Linked DNA regions of Mus musculus: all the other regions are linked to region 1. The links are chromatin contacts, called in public Hi-C and HiChIP or PLAC-seq maps. All regions are on one chromosome and are shown on one strand. The core of a region is the stretch at or near the end of the contact, and the rest is flanking DNA. Distances in the headings are between cores, read along the strand shown.

Region 1 (3,350 bases), core at 189-2,688:
AGTTATCTAACCCGACCGATCTGGTGTGGAAGCTGACTTTATATCCTGAGCAAATCTGTATCCGATTCAAAGTGAGGTGCACTGGAAACAGTAAATATGCAAATATTCTACAACAAGCCTGTACTGCAACTTTCTTGATGTCCCTGACCCTGCCTCTCCCACTAGGATTTGTGAAGTTGGTACCAGATTTCTAAAAGAAAGCCTCGATACAGTCGGGACTGGCCCTGTCATTGTAGGCTGAGGAGTCACTGGCCGGCTCTAAAGCCTGTTTCTCTCCAGCCATGCTACAACCACCTGTGAAAGACCTAGCGCTGTCCATGATTGCTAAGACAGTTTCAAAGTCGAGCACACTGCACTTTTAAGTACATCTCACTTGAGAGAAGACTTATAGCAACTTATAAGTAAAAAATTTATCTATTGTGTTTCAAGAGTTGGCGGGACGCCTGGAAAACTCCGGGAGGTCTGAGTAAACCCCGTGGGACTTCCCGGGAGCCGGAGAGAGGAGCTTCCAGCTCCATCTGGACCACAGTTGCATCTCAGCGTCCCCAGGTGTATCATTTCCCATCCACCCCAGATCCCTATTAAATACATTATTTTACCGATGAGAAAGCCAAAGCTTGGGGAGACTGAAGGAAGAAATCCTAGTGGAAATCTGAGTGCAACAAACACACTGTGGCTTTATTCCATAGTGCGACAACTATTCAAAATCGGAACGGGACTGGCGCCATCCCCTAGCTGCTTCCACACTCACGCCTAGCCGAAATGCTCAGGCCATCACAGGATCCTCAAAGCTATGCCAGGACTTCTAATTTCACCATTTAACTCCAGGACGCCATAGAAACATTTGGCAACAAACCCATCCGTTTCCTGATTAAGTTTTCTTTAGCTCGGAAAATCCTGCATTAAGGCTCAGATTTTCACGCATCACAAGGATTCTAGAGACATGTGAGACTCTGTCTACGACCACTCCCCTCCGGACCCAGTATTTTACATATGGCCTGGTCTGATCAGCTGAGTCCAGAGAGGTACAGTGCTGGATGCCAGGCACCCCAGATGCCCGGGTACCTCTAGCTTCTGAGACTCATGCTTCCCACTCATAGCAGAATAACTTCAGGTCACCGAATTTTATTCAAAGAGAACTACATTCGGTTGTCTCATTTACGGAGCTATTTCTCAATGCGGTGGATGCCACCGAAGAGAGCCAGGTTTTCGTTAAGGATTCCACAGGGCGGCTTCTTCAGTGAAACTCAAGTCTGGCTATTGTCTTCAGTAAATCTTGCTCCAGCAAGGCCTGCATCCACTTATCTTTGTGAATTGAGATTCTGTGGCTTGGATTCGGTTCCTACTCCTCCACCGGCCTCTCCCCACTTCATACTCTTCTAAGCCAAACAAGGATGGGGGCTGGGGAAGCCCAGTTCAGCGTTGTATTCTTTGTCTCTTGCTGCCCCCTGCTGTTCAAGACAGGGTAGGCTAAGCAGACTGGCAGCGAGCTCCAGGAACCTGCCTGTCTTTGCTTCCCTGGTACCATGGAAAGACGGTGTCACCACACCCATATGTATGTATACGCCGCTGGATGGAACTTGGGTCCTGATGTTGTGGCGAGCATTTTCCAAACGGCGCTGGTTCCCTGGCTTCTCCATTTTTCCTCTCAACATGGAAATGAAAGGATAGCTCCCGAGCAGTGGCTCTGTGAGGGAGAAACAAAGTGTCTGGCAGCAAAAGCTATAGGATTTTCTTATGAAGCACTCTCATTCCATTAGTTTTTTTTTTTTTTTAAATAAGGAAACAAAATCGTGTTACTTAATATCCATTTCTATTGAGCCAGTTAGTCCATCTAAACACACACAAGAGTCCAGACATGCACTTTGGAGTTATGGGAGAGATTTACTATGACGTTATGTTCCCATTAAACCCATCAGAAGGTGGAACCAGATGCCAAGAAAGTATTGACTGCACAGGCAAAACCCTCCAACGAGTTCCTCCCGGTTCACCTTGAATATGTCCTGAACACTCACATAATTCACATAATTTGGCAAAACCCATTGTAACACAAAGCCTATTTGTTAATAAAGTCCCGACTAACCCATGCCATTTCTCCAGCTCTCCAGGGAAAGGTGCCACAAAACGTCCCATTGGAGAAAGAAGAGAGTAAGCAGGTAGAATCACACTGCAGTTTGGCTTTGCTGCACCGTATACATACAGTGGACTAGAGGCCAACTGAACGACAGTCAAACTCTGGTGGGCAGGGGGACAGAACAGCATCATGAGGATCACACATAGGTCAGGAGCTCTTCACATGCACACTTCAAGAGGCACAGGGACTAAAACTCGAGTCCTCACCTGAATGAAGGTCGTCACAACCTCTGAGTACCTGGCCACTTAATTCCTTCACCCACCAGAATGAGAGTCTCAGGAGAGCAGACACTTGCTGCCCAGTTTACCATGTACTCACTCTGGATCGGCACAAATCCAGACGTGTTCAAGGTAAGGTCTTCCTGTCTCCGATCAGCAACCACTGATATTCATTTCAACCACTGATGTTCATTTCCCAGGCAGCAGCCAGACCATCTTTCTAAAACTCGAATCTGATCATGACTGTTGCCTATTTGGAAGCCCTCCAATGACTCCTCCTCAGTTGTCCTGGCAAAGCCCAAACCCCTAAAATAAGCCAATAAGGGATGGTGTGCATTTCAGCCACACCAAGGCCTTTTGGCATTCCTAAGGGTCATGTGTCAGGTGTCCCAGCATCCACACCTGTTCCCTGACTGGAATCCCTTTCCCTCTTCCCTAAATTGTGGTGACACCCGCAGGACCCAGCTCAGGGATGCCTCCCACTGGGCTGAAGTAAAACTGAAGTAAGAGGTAAAGCTATCTTCCTGGGCCTCCAAGTTGTAGGGTCTTAGTTTATTGGTGCTAAGGATGATTATCGTGAGCCATTACTTCTGAACCTGTGTTTTGCTTTCTTCTTCCTAAGCTCCTACAACCTCCTCTATTTCTTTAGGCATTTACTACACAAGATATGGTGCACACACCATTAGGATTTCTATGCCTGTTGGTCTCTTAATGGGACCTTTATGGAAGGCAATTGGATGTTCATTACTGTGTTCCTTTAAGAATAAAAAACAAGTGCCAGGCGTGGTGACGCACACCTTTAATCCCAGCACTCAGGAGGCAGAGGCAGGCGGATTTCTGAGTTCGAGGCCAGCCTGGTCTACAGAGTGAGTTCCAGGACAGCCAGGGCTACACAGAGGAACCCTGTCTCGAAAAACCAAAACAAGAAAAAAAAAGAATAAAAACATGAGCATATCATAAAAATTAGATATAGCATTCTTCTTTTAAACCTGTGTGTG
Region 2 (3,551 bases), core at 626-3,125, 400 kb before region 1:
CCACCCACCAATAGCAGTATGCCTCAACATCTCCGTGTGCCAGGGTGAGACATATGGTGTATTTTTACCAAGTGTGCAGATCTGGACAGGAAAGGAAGCTCATCACTGGCACTTCCTTATTTGGCCATTGTTCCTTGCTTCCTTCCCAGCTTACTCCTCTCTGCTCATTTTTCTTCCTCCCCTCCATGCCTGTGAGTGGACTTCCGGGTCCTGCCCCATCCCTGTTCTAGCTGGAGACTTTTCCCTTAGCGTATTACAGTCTCCACTTTGGTAGCCTCCATCAGTTGCCATCCCATTGCCAGAACGGACTCATGCTGGCCCTGCCCCAGGCCCCGACACTCATATGCATGCTACGAACACCTAGTAAATGCCACAAGTCTGGATGCCCAGCCTTCCTAGTTCCTCCATCCTGGGACCCCCATTTGGCCTATAGAGTTATCTAGCTATATGTGCTTTTTACAGACAGTACCGTATAACCGCGAGATGCAGAAACTGCCCCCATTTGTTAGCTTTCTAACTTCAAAGCTTCTTCCCTCTCTGACCTCAGTTTCTGTGAGTATAAAATGGAGATGATACTTATTTCTCAGGATTACCAAAATTAGGTATGAGTAAGGTTATACCTAAGGTGTGGTAATGGCCAGTAGTATCTGCTGTCTTTTTCTCTCTAGTTGACTGTATAGATTCTTTATTTATTTTTTTTAACCTAGAAGTTGGAGGGCCAGTATTCATATCAGTTAGGTAAAGGAAATAACAAACAGCCCTAGAAACTCAGGACAGTCATCTGTTTATATTCACAGAAATTTCTAGACACAAACTCTCAAATTCCCAATTAATTATCCTATATAAAAATGATGTACTATTTGCATACAACCTACATATGGCTAGCTGCCTGTGTATTTTAAGTCATCTCTAGATTACTTTTTAGACCCAGGCTAATGTAAATGCTATGCAGAAAGCTGTTACACTCAACATTTAGGGAGTAAGAAAAGCCTGAGCATTATACATGTTCAGTGTGGATGGATTATTTTCCAGAATATCTTTTATCCACAGCCGGTTGAATGCATGGATACAGAACCGTCAGGTGATTGCCGTTCACAGTGATAGTTAGCATCTTCTCTGTTGTGGGTCCCTCTCTGGGAAGAACAAAATCTGGCTTGTGCCAGAAGAAGAGACTGGGGATGGTGTCAACCACCAGTGACTGCCCAGCAGTGCGGAAGATGCAGAGGGGGATCCTGTTTCTTAAAGTGCAATGTCACTACTTAAAGTCACTGTCACTTGGACATAGAAATAGTTAAGAGGAGATTCAGGCAGTATCTCCATAGTCCTTCCTGTACTGTAAGCATGCTAAGTCCTGAGGATAAGCCACCTGCTCCTGCTGCAATCCAGTCTTAGCTGTGCCTGGCAGCAGGCAACAGAGGCCTGTACTGGTTAGTGTCTCACAGATTAGCCCCCTATCACTGTGGGCCTGCAGGCAATAAAAAATGTGTAAGTTTCCAAACACCCATCATTTAGGCTCAGCACAGCTTAGATGGATCTTCCTCCTGCTACTGTGTACACTGGAGCCATTTTACCATGTTTATGCTGTGCTTGTTACCAAAAAATCTTCCTAGGTTTGCTGACTGCAGATGAAACACAACCATTTGACAGTTTGGGCTCTGGGTCTAGCAGTCTACCTTAAATAATGGGAGAGTGGCAGAGCTTCTCTGAGTCTCATTTGTGTGGAGAGGATTGGCAACTCTACTGCCCACCCCAGTTCTGAGGGGTAAATGGATGTTTTGGGGAAATTAGAGCAGAGCCTTCTGTCCACTGAACACTCAGTGCAGCCTGCTCAGGCCCTGGGGCTACAGTGGGAGTCCAAGCAGGCAGCAGCATTTGGCTGGTTTGGTTTGGTTTGTTTCTCTCAGAGCCCTGCCCCAGGGCAAGGGCTGGGTAAATATTTACATGGGATGGGAAGTTTAAAATCCTGCTTCTTCTCCTGAAGTAATAAGAACTCTTCCTTCCCAGAAAGTTGATCAATCCTGAATCCTCAGGGTCGGAGGGGACAGCCAGTTCTGTCAGTGGTGGAAGGTTTTCATGGCTTCTTCTCTCGCTGGTGCTTTCTGGAACCTGGCTTCCACTCTCCCTTTGGTTGGTGACTCTGGCATGGCAAAAATCAAGGCTCTTGATAGTTCAAGAGCTGGTGGCAATGCAGCCATGGTAATGGGCCAGCTTCTTTCTGTGGTATGGCATGATCAGGGTTTTATTTCATGTGGCTTTTGCCTGCCTGTATCTCGCTGTGTTCCTACTGTCAGGAAGGGACCAGAGGACGCTAACAGATGCTAACAGTATGTGAAACCCAGAGCTGGAGGCAGCCTGTTTGGGTAACGGGCTGCTTTCAGCCCCATACGTTCCAGGGCCACCACCTTTCCTGCATAGGCAGCCTTGGGCTATGCAGTTCCCTTCCCACTCAGAGCTCTGCTCTGTCTTTTCTCCGTCCTCTAGGGACTTTCTGTACCAGGCCCCAGGTGGCAAAGCCCTGGCTGCCTCTGTCCCTCTCAGCCATTGCTCTCCTGGAAGCCCCAGGGATCGTCTTACCTCTGCACTTGCTGCTGCTTGTCTGTCTAGATGCTTTCCTCGTGGCTGTCTGCAGCACAGGCCTACTCACTTGAACAAAGATCTTTCCGACACGCTTCTTCCTCCAAGAGACCCTTTGAAGCCTCCTCACCTTCACCCTTCTACCTCTACCTCCCCTAGGTGCAAACCTCCTGTGACATATTGTGACTCACTTCTTTGCTTGATGGTTTTCCTCCCTGATAGTCCAGTCCACCGAAAGCAGGAGCTATGCCTCCAGCGCCTGGAACACTTTGTACTCCATAAATGTGTGCTGAAAAGAAGGGATCAACTTACAGCTAACAAATGTGTCGAGCTTTGAGGGAAGGGATCCACCAGCCTGCAGGAAAGAAAGTGAACAGGGACCCACGGTGGTATGGAAGCATTGCCTGTGCATGCTCAGAAGGTGGCTGAGGCTAAGAGCCAGCCTGACACTGGTGTCACACAGTGGCATTCTCCAAAGTTGGCAGAGGGAGCTTTGGGCAGGTGGGCAGGGCTCTGGCTAGCAGAATACTGGACAGGCAGAGAGAAGCAGGTCTTGCCACTGAGGCCCAGTTAGTTGACTTCCCAGGGTGACCAGTCAGACTGGTGGCTCACCCAGATATTCAGAGATGGGACAGCGTCTCCTGTCAGGTAATTTTTCCCTCAGAAACATTCTCTGCTACTGACCTCACTTCAGCTACAGAAACCCTGAGTCTACACGGAAGAGAAAGATGGACTTTTCCTTGTGACTTCAGTCAGGAGGAGAGGGTGGGGCTGAGGAAGTGGTTTGTGGCATCCAGGAGTGTTCCTCTGGAGAGGGTCAGCTGAGTCCCCAGGAAGAAGCTCCTTGTCCAAGACCATCCTCCTTCCCCACCAGACCAACAGAGCACAACCTTGGGCAGACATGGGAGGAGTTTGGGGCGTGGCGGGAGAAAGCCGTGCTAGTGAGAGAGACTCTCAAATGGGTTTTAAAGGAGTAA
Region 3 (3,572 bases), core at 140-2,639, 460 kb before region 1:
TTATTGTGTTTGTCCATGCACAAGCCTGCATGGCATTCAGTCTCCTTCAAGATGCACACAGAAGAGGTCCACCAGCATCATTGGAAGTTTGGGCGAGTTGCATCGCTCCCACGGCACGCTTCTAGTAAACTTGTTTCCTTCATCCTCTCTGCTTCCGTGTGATTGAAATGTTCCCGAGTTGGTTTCTTCAAAGTGTCAAGTGGTCCGCGTGGTGCCCTTGCTTTTCATGTGATTGAAATGTTTCTCACATTTGTCCCTTGTGGGTGTCATGTGGACCGTGTGGCGCCCTTGCACAGCCCTTCCCAGCATTTGATGAAGTTTCCCTTATTTTTAGGAATCTGAAAATAGCCCATTGTATTATAATTAGCCAGTGGTAACCACCCAAATATGATTAGTATGGCAAGGACTTCTGCTTCTTCTCTCTTCCAGGGGAGAGGATGTGGGTGGGGGGAAAAGGCTGGGTAATATTTTGAGCATTTTTTTAATGTCGTTAAATACTTAAGAAGCCTTAGGAAATATTTGTGTTTTCAGGTTCTCTAGGAGGCTTTTGAAAAATACTTACACAGCTAATTTCAAACGAAATATTTAAAACTCTGGGGAGCTAAGTCTTTCACTTTTATCCTAATAGAGCCACTTATAGTACCAGCCTTCAATTTGTCTAGTACAAAGAAAATGAGAAACCTGCCCATGACTAGTGAGCTCAAGAGTGGTCTCAGTCAATGGAAAGTTCATTCCCAAAGTTCTGCACAAGTATTTAGCAGAGTTTTAAAAATTCCTATTGTAACAGTTTTGCCCAGTTTTTCTGACTCTCACTAAGCCCTAAGAAGAACACACTAGCGCAGACAAGATTTACCGTTTGCTTGGCTGCTTTTGCCTCTGTATGATCCAGGAGTGCTAACCCAAAAGATGCCTGCAGCAGTAGATTACTTCCCATGGCAACTGACTGCAATGTTACAAACATGAAGCGTTGGCCAGTTCTGCCTGGAGAGTAAGGACAGTTCCTGTTCGAATGGGGTCACTCAAAACTGAGGCCAAGGGTGACATGATCAGAGCCGCTTCCAGCATGTGTCCTTTCAAAGAGATGTTCTCATCGCCCCCAGAGCTTCATTTTAACTTGTGAGAGTTGAGCTTGTCTGTTGTTGTTGTTGTTGTTGTTGTTATTTAATGTTTTGTTTGCCTTTTTATTTCCCTACCCAAGTTGACCCACTGAGAAAGAAGTTATTTTTAGCTTTGGAAACCTCTGTAAGAAACAGTCTCTGCCTTCTAACTAAACTTTACAAGAAAGATTTATTTTGGAACTTTGGTCAAAAGCATCTGTACTCTGCTGGACAAACATCTGTCTTCCAACAAGAGTTGCTGGCCTTCTGATGCTGGTTAATCTGGGTTTGTACTTCAGAGTCCCACAGAGCAGCGTACACTCATTTGTTGATCCATAGCGCCTCTTGGTGGCCAATGTAGGTTACTGCAGAAGGAAAATGAAGCCCCCTCCCTTTCCCAAGTTTAGCAAGTTCTTAGAGACAAGTTTTAATGCAGGCACAGCTTGAAGATATGATCTGAAGAAGCTATGGGAGCACACGAGCTGGGCCGCTCTGCTAGAGCATGGCCATGGCAGAGGATCCCACTGAGCTGGTGTTGTAAGGACGATGGGAAGAGCCACATACTGACCAACCTCAGCCTTCTCTGGTCTGCCTGATTGACAGCATGCGCTTGACAGACTGGGCTGTTCCTGGCAAGCCTGCTCCCAGTTCCCCTGTTGCTTCTTCCATGCATGGGCATAAGATTATAGATGGGGTTTTTGTCATTAGGATGCTTGCATTCTTTACTGTCAGTTCCTTCTAAGGAGAGCTGTTGTCTTCCCCACCTCTGAATCCCAGACACGAAGCCCAAAGTCTGGGTGCATGGGAAGTGTCTAAGAACCAATCGTGATGCATGAAGACATAAAATTCATAATTATGGACTGTCCTAACAACACAGGCATATTCTTAGTTTTCATTACTGTACTTCTCTGTATTTACTCTTGTTAAATTCCCTTAAATATAGTGATCTCCGCTTGATGAAAAACCTAGGCAGAAAATAACAGCTCCCCACCCCATAACAAAGCTGGGCAGTTGAAAGGCGTCCCCCACTTCTCCCTTCTGACTTTCTAACTTTTAGTTATCTGCTAAATCATTACCTTGCAGTGTCAGTTTGTATTCAAAACATCTGCTAAAACTACTTCACCAGTAACATTTTCTAGTGGAAACTAGCTTAGAGTAAACCTAGTCCCCTATCTCCTAACAGCAGGCAATGCCGAATTACAGTGGCTTTCACAGACTAGAGATCCATGCTATGTCTGATTGTACCCTAACCAATTGTATCAGGGTGTGCTATGTAGAATTTTTAAAAAAGATATATCTGGCTATGTTTGAGAATTGAGCTGTATCCCACTGACCTCATATGTGTGTTCAACAAATATTTATTGATTTCCCATTGTGTACTTGGCATTGTGTAGGGTATGGAAGTAGATAAGTGTTTTTCTTCCCTAAGTCTTGTGAGGAGCCCCAGGCACCCTGATGCAGTGCACTCTGAGCTGTCATGGAATCATGCGTACCCAGCAGGCTAAGGCAGTGTAGGGGTGTGTCTGCAAGGGAGCTGCACACTGATGCTGTATGGATGGACTCTGTGGCCTTATCAAGGCAGCGAGCCACCTCTGTGGAGTCAGTCTGGGAGTAGTGTCTTGGAGGAGAGAATAGCCACACAAATAACACTGCATTCCACACATAGAATGTTCACATGGGCAAGGCAAGGAAGGAACGTGTGGATTGTAGGTGTGGTGGATAAGAACAGTTTCTGCCTGTAATTCCTCTGATCCCAGCCTTCAGCATCTTTGCTGAACTCTGTGTATCGGATCTTCATGCAAGGCGTTTCTCATGCCTGGAACATCACAGCCTCTGGTGTCAGGTCTAACCTCCTTTCATCCTGCAGAAAGTCAATGCAGCAGCCTGTGCATCTTCATTCCAGTGCCCACCACACCACTATATGACACAGTGTGTCCCCCTCTCCTCTATACACAGGAGAAGTGTTCTTCCTCTACATATATAAAGCGTGTACTGTTTTTCATCAGTACCTAATCCTCTTTTTGGTATTTGGGGCTTAATAAAGATGCATTGATCAGATCAGATAATTAATTTAATTCCTAATGGCTCTCTGATGACATATCTCTGTATGTAACTTCAGGACCCTGGATATTTGTGAGTTTATCCTTTTTATTTATTGCTAAAATGAGAGGAATATGGAAGGCCTCCCTATGTAGAATTCAAGCCAACATGTCCTTTTTCACAGTAGTAGACCTAAGACAGTTTGGGGTGTCTCTATCAAATACCTCCCCTCAGGGATCAGGGAACCCCTTGAAAGAAGAGGTGGGGAGAGTATACGAAGCAGAGGGGAGCGAGGACACCAAGGAAACAAGACCCTCTAAATCAACACTGTCACAGTTTGTATGAACTCACAGAGGCTGAAGCCGCAATGCACCAGACCTGTATGAGTCTGCACCTCACCCTCTGAGTAGATAGTATGCTTTCAGCTCAGTGTCT

Evidence for each region. A called contact is a pair of places that touch in the nucleus more often than the background predicts. HiChIP or PLAC-seq counts read pairs in DNA pulled down with a chosen protein or histone mark.
Region 2: a contact with region 1 is called in an H3K4me3 HiChIP or PLAC-seq map of forebrain, with 6 times the contacts expected there. The contact joins two enhancer-like sites. A contact is called at or near these places in 1 of 484 Hi-C or Micro-C datasets (bone marrow-derived macrophages) and 6 of 115 datasets of contacts at active chromatin or transcription factors (embryonic basal ganglia, embryonic stem cells and forebrain).
Region 3: a Hi-C map of uterus shows a contact between it and region 1, with 4 times the contacts expected there. The contact joins two enhancer-like sites. A contact is called at or near these places in 4 of 484 Hi-C or Micro-C datasets (cortical neurons, palatal mesenchyme and uterus) and 2 of 115 datasets of contacts at active chromatin or transcription factors (embryonic basal ganglia and forebrain).

Annotation. Positions count from the first base shown.
Region 1 is chr5:73,852,294-73,855,643 of GRCm38.p6, reverse strand. No RefSeq gene overlaps it. Among named protein-coding and RNA genes, the nearest start is that of Gm34960, 49 kb to the right of the region's middle. Within about 2 kb of position 1,438, at least 57 of the 459 cell types and tissues checked have an H3K27ac peak or open chromatin away from gene starts, as enhancers often do. A contact at or near this core is called in forebrain and uterus, where this site is marked.
Region 2 is chr5:74,249,490-74,253,040 of GRCm38.p6, reverse strand. The region is part of intron 5 of Scfd2 (Sec1 family domain containing 2); the gene reads left to right. Among named protein-coding and RNA genes, the nearest start is that of Rasl11b, 56 kb to the right of the region's middle. Within about 2 kb of position 1,875, at least 25 of the 459 cell types and tissues checked have an H3K27ac peak or open chromatin away from gene starts, as enhancers often do. A contact at or near this core is called in forebrain, where this site is marked.
Region 3 is chr5:74,309,463-74,313,034 of GRCm38.p6, reverse strand. The region is part of intron 5 of Scfd2 (Sec1 family domain containing 2); the gene reads left to right. Among named protein-coding and RNA genes, the nearest start is that of Gm32064, 5.3 kb to the left of the region's middle. Within about 2 kb of position 1,389, at least 31 of the 459 cell types and tissues checked have an H3K27ac peak or open chromatin away from gene starts, as enhancers often do. A contact at or near this core is called in uterus, where this site is marked.